2 separate regions of the Mus musculus genome follow, and region 2 is linked to region 1. A link is a contact called in public promoter capture Hi-C data. All regions are on one chromosome and are shown on one strand. The core of a region is the stretch at or near the end of the contact, and the rest is flanking DNA. Distances in the headings are between cores, read along the strand shown.

The links. Promoter capture Hi-C pulls out the DNA fragments that hold promoters and counts their contacts.
Region 2: a contact with region 1 is called in a promoter capture Hi-C map of liver, with 4 times the contacts expected there. The contact joins the promoter of Ch25h here to the enhancer-like site in region 1. A contact is called at or near these places in 8 of 39 promoter capture datasets (the 3T3-L1 cell line, embryonic stem cells, epiblast stem cells and 4 more), 2 of 484 Hi-C or Micro-C datasets (bone marrow-derived macrophages and granulosa cells), 7 of 115 datasets of contacts at active chromatin or transcription factors (CD8 T cells, bone marrow-derived macrophages, effector CD8 T cells and 3 more) and 5 of 9 other capture datasets (adipose tissue, embryonic stem cells, liver and 2 more).

The regions. Positions count from the first base shown.
Region 1 is chr19:34,311,099-34,313,940 of GRCm38.p6, reverse strand. The region is part of intron 2 of Fas (Fas (TNF receptor superfamily member 6)); the gene reads right to left. Among named protein-coding and RNA genes, the nearest start is that of Fas, 22 kb to the right of the region's middle. Within about 2 kb of position 1,375, at least 3 of the 459 cell types and tissues checked have an H3K27ac peak or open chromatin away from gene starts, as enhancers often do. A contact at or near this core is called in liver, where this site is marked.
Region 2 is chr19:34,473,706-34,476,405 of GRCm38.p6, reverse strand. Ch25h (cholesterol 25-hydroxylase) reads left to right here and starts at 1,258. Exons shown (of 1, transcript NM_009890.2): 1 at 1,258-2,623. The coding sequence starts at 1,280. The coding sequence ends at 2,176.

The sequences.
Region 1 (2,842 bases), core at 126-2,625:
TCATTGGAACGAACTTTTGCAAAGAAAGAAATGTGGACAAGAGGGAATACTGTGGGATACATTGACACTACAGCTTCCACAAGAAGATTACCTCTCAGGCCCTGGAGGTTACAAGGGTGGAGGGTAGATATGAAGGAAGGGGGAAGGGAGAGGGAAGGATGGAGGGTAGATATGAAGGAAGGGGGAGGGGAGTGGGATGCATGATAGGAAATTCACAAAGAACCAATAGAAAGTTAAAAGAAAAAAAAAAAAGCCAGGAAGTCTTCAATAAAAAGCCAAACAATATTCTTATAAAAATAAGATAGTTAAGCTGGGTGGTGGTGGCTCATGCCTTTAATCAAGTCAGCCTGGTCTACAGATCCAGTTCCAGGACAGCCAGTGCTACCCAAATAAACCCTGTCTCAAAAGAAAAAAAATAGTAGGATAGTTAGCCACAGGAACATATGAGTAAAGGGTCAATTCAAGTGACCAGATGCACTTCTGTGAAAGGAAGGAGAGGCCAGATCATGGAGGTGGCTGTCCTTGGCCACTGAGATTACTGAATAAACTCACTGTGTTCTGATTCTCATTTTGTCTTTCAAAGTCCACAAAACCTGCTCATAGACAATGCAGTTTAAGAAAAAGAGCACTGGAAGTTTCTAGAAATATTGATCAAAATTGAAGTAGTTGTGAAATCTTTGATAGAGCACTTCATGTCTGTAAGCCCAAGTTTTTGTCACACAAATAATGAGGACTTCTCTGTCTTTATGGTCAGAGCCATGCCCAGGCCACAGAATAAATATTCACAGTTTTTCTTCTCTCCCCTTTCAGTTTCTTTTCCAGGAACACAGGACTTCTTTTGTAGACAAAAACAAACCTCTAATAAATTTTGTTTACTATTTGTTTGTTATTATCACGAACAATTTGAAATACACATTCATCTTTTGCTTTGATTTATTAAAGTAAGTCATTCTTTTTCTATGATTAAGCATTATAGAGCAATGCCTCCTGGAAAGGTCACATATTTCACAAGCGTTTACTAAATGCCTGTTTCGTGCTAAGGATGTTCTAGGAACTGAAGGAAATCCCACTAGAAGTAAGACAAGAGATTAGCCTCCAGGGCCTTCACCTTCTCAGGCAGAGATGCTAAGCATCAGCCGGTGCAGCCAGAAGCTAGGGTCAGTGAGTAATGGGCTCAGTGCAGCAAATGTACAGGGAAATGTAGCAAGATGCAGTAACTAGCAAATCTAGGCATTAACAGTGTAACTAACAATTAACTCTAGCCAGGAATACAAATGACAAACGCAGTCAAATCTGCTCCACATGGACACAGCAGCAAATGGAATCTATGCTGTGTTTCCTAGGGCACGGCTTGGTGAATTACCTCATAGGATTCCTGCTGACGAAGCACAATTATTTACTTGATAAGTCAATGAGTAAAGTGAAAATATGGGTGACCTTTTGTAACCTTTTAGTAAACAGAAGCAAGTCTGCTTTTAAAAAGTAAAGCAAGAGAGTCTGGAGCAAATTAAAATAGCGCCTCAGAGCCAGACAGCCCCACAGTAGTGCTTTGCAGGGGGAGCAGAACAGAGGAGGCACTGCGCTTCCTGCAGGTGGCACAGCACTGCTGTTTAAGGGAACTGAAATATCTCATGAGCTAGGTAGTAGAGCATGCTTAGCTTTATATGGATACAATTAGCCTCAGATTCTTTCCTCTAAAGTGCACAATCTAAATTTACAAAAATACAAAAAAATAAATGGTTATTTCCTTGAACATAAGGTTTCTAAATGTATCATTTTCTGATAGTAACACACACATATTTATTGCAGAAAATTTGGAAAAGCTAGGAAAATGTTAAAAGCTCCTACATAGCAACTGCCTTGATATATTTATGGTCTAATTTTGTTGCATTTCTATGTATACAAATAAACCAAAATATATCATATATATATATATATATATATATATATACACACACACACATATACATGCATAATACATGTTTAGAAGCACCAGATAAGTGTGTGTGTATATACATACATACATATATAGAAGTAACAGATAAGTGTGTATATATACATACATGTATAGAAGCAACAGATAAGTGTGTATGTCTTACATACACAATACATACACATATAGAAGCAACAAATAAGTATGTATATATGTGTGTATATAATATAAAAAATGCACTGTTGGATTCATCCTACTGGATATCAAGATGTGATAAAGGCTTTTCAAGTATTAAATTTTTATTTATTTTTTAAAGTTTTGTATTTGTATACAGTGCATCTTAATCAGAAACATCATAAATGGGACCTCATGAAACTGAAAAGTTTCTGTAAGGCAAAGGACACTGTCAATTAGACAAAGCAGCAACTTACAGAATAGGAAAATATTTTTACCAACTCCACATCAGATAGAAGTCTAATATCCAAAACATATAAAGAAGTTAAGAAACCATATATATATATATATCTCCAAGTAATCCAATTTCAAATGGGACACAGATCTAAACAGAGAATTATCAACACAGGAATCTCAAATGGTTGAGAAACACTTAAGTAAATGTTTACCATTCTTAGCCATCAGGGGAATACAAATTAAAACTACTTTGCGATTCCATCTTACATCCGTCAGAATGGCTAAGATCAACAACACAAGTGAGAGCTCATGCTGGTGAGATGAGGAGCAAGAACACTTTTCCATTGCTGGCGGAGTGCAAACTTGTACAGCCATACAGAAATCAATATGGCAGGTCTTCAGAAAATAGGAAATCAATCTACCTCAAGGTCCAGTTATACCACTCTTGCTCTACCCCAACAAAGCTCCATGCTATCACAAGGACACTTGCTCCACTAT
Region 2 (2,700 bases), core at 9-2,508, 160 kb before region 1:
GGGTACTTCCTGACAAATGTGGGAGCCAGTTCTTGATGAGTGTGAATCACAAGTAACAGTCTTGTGCAGGCAAAAGTTACAGTCCATCCCCTCCCCCTCCCCCCCCCCAGGGGGGACTGGCAGCAGGCTCCTAGAGCTACAATCCCTGTTTTCTTTGGAAAATAACACAAGAAACACAAGCTTGTATAAGACTATGTTAGCTTCCAGCAGAGAAAAGCAGCTGTAAAGACACAAATTCAAGAAGGAAACCCTGGGAGAATGGCCCCTGGCTTTCCTCTGGGATCTTCTGTGCCGTGTATCCGCTACCCGGGGCTGATTTCTGTGCTCCACTCTCTAGGGCACTCTCCTTGGATATAGTACTGACCTCCTGTGCTCAGTCCCTGGACGATCAGTCCCAGTGTCTGAAAGGGTATCCAGGAGTTGAGGAGTAGGGAACAACTGAGGGTTGGTAAAAGTCGGAGCCTGAGGGACCTCTAAGGAAATGGCAGGGGAGATGAGACATGTTCCGGGAGGCTATGAGATTGCTCAGATCTTCTTCTCCACTGGCCTTTGCGGTTTGGCCCAATCGAGTGAGCCTTTACGGGTGTTAAGCCTCCGTTCTCCAACCCAGAGCAAAGGCTGGCAGTGCTGCCCTCTTGACCGCTGTCTTGCAGGATCTGATCTCTGCTCTTGACACCGCGGGCTTTAAGGGCACCAGAGCGGGAGAGTCGTCCGCGCCAAAAGGCTGCGAGCCTGACTGCTCTTTTTTGGAGGATGCCAGGTTCCCTCTCCTACAGGACTCAATCCCTGTCTGCAACGGACCCAGTACCAGCACTGTGGCGTGAGGTACGCACACTCAGAGTCCCCCAAGGTGTAGAATAAGTCTTTAAACAGTCAAAAACAGATATTTTAAAACCCAGGGAATTCTGCTTTGGTTGAGAAACAGCGCCTTCTGAGAGCGAAGAACTCATTAGTTTTTAGCGGTGATGGCGGGTGAACTGTCCCAAGGCAGAATCGCTCTCTCCTGTGTCATTAGTACATCAGCTGAAAGGCAAGCAAACAGTTCTTTACGTCTGGGAAAGGGCTTTAAGGGCCGCTGCTTGCGTGAAGGGGAGATTTGATGCAGCTATAAACCAGGACATAGACAGGAACAAAATTCGGGTTATTTAAGCAAAATTCTTTAGCAGGGAAAGGGAGGTGGGAAGGAGACGGAAGGGTGACGTCACTGGGGGGAGTGGCCACAGTCTTAAGAAAAGTCGGCGGGGCTGGGGAGACCACAATTGTGGGACATAGTCTCAGCATGGGCTGCTACAACGGTTCGGAGCTCCAAGACCTGGGCTGTTCCAGCCAGCTGCTCCTGCAGCCCCTCTGGGACACCATAAGGACAAGGGAGGCGTTCACGCGCTCACCCATCTTCCCAGTCACCTTTTCTATCATCACTTACGTGGGCTTCTGCCTACCGTTCGTGGTGCTGGACGTCCTGTATCCCTGGGTCCCCATCCTGCGACGCTACAAGATCCACCCGGACTTCTCGCCTTCCGTAAAGCAGCTTCTGCCTTGCCTGGGGCTGACACTCTACCAGCACCTGGTGTTCGTGTTCCCGGTGACGCTGCTGCACTGGGTGCGCAGCCCGGCGCTCCTCCCCCAGGAGGCCCCTGAGCTCGTCCAGCTCCTAAGTCACGTCCTGATCTGCCTGCTGCTCTTCGACACCGAGATCTTCGCGTGGCACCTGCTGCACCATAAGGTGCCCTGGCTGTACCGCACCTTCCACAAGGTGCATCACCAGAACTCGTCCTCCTTCGCGCTGGCGACCCAATACATGAGCTTCTGGGAGCTGCTTTCGCTGACCTTCTTCGACGTGCTGAACGTCGCGGTGCTTCGGTGTCACCCACTCACCATCTTTACCTTTCACGTGATTAACATCTGGCTGTCGGTGGAGGACCACTCGGGCTATGACTTCCCGTGGTCCACTCACAGACTTGTGCCCTTTGGCTGGTACGGGGGCGTGGCTCACCACGACATGCATCACTCTCAGTTTAACTGCAATTTTGCTCCTTACTTCACACACTGGGACAAAATGCTGGGCACTCTGCGGTCCGCGCCCCTGCCAGAGAGCCTTTGCGCCTGCGGTGAGCGCTGCGTGAACTCCAGAGAGCGATGCGCTGTACACTTGATCCAGAAGAAGAAACAGACTTGAGTTACTTTATTAGAAGTTTGTAACTTTTAAAGTGATGCACACTGCTATAAAATCTAATGTTGTTTCTGCAGCCTGACAAAGTAATTTATATAATGTTTCTATGTGAATTTAATTGTGGTCTTGGTGTTAAATTTCAACTTATCCCAGTGTCATTGACTCCAGGACACAAGGTAGACATTCAGCGTGGTGTATTTGAATCATTATGATCTCTGAAATGATTTGTTTCTAGAACCAAGACTTTCCTATGTATGAAATCGCACTGGAACTGGGCTCTAACCTCACATGTTGAGAGAAGACCTGATTTCTGACTCTTTAAATAATCAAATTTGTTCCTGCTGGGCAGTGACCAAGGTTATAGTATATTTTTTCTACTTTTGAATGAAATGATATATTTATATTGAAAAAAGTTTTATTTGTATTTTAAAAATAAAAAGAACATGAACTAAACAAGCATTAGCTCCTGGTGGGCCTGATGAATTAAAAAAAAAACTAAAAAGGAAGTGTGTGTGTGTGTGTGTGTGTGT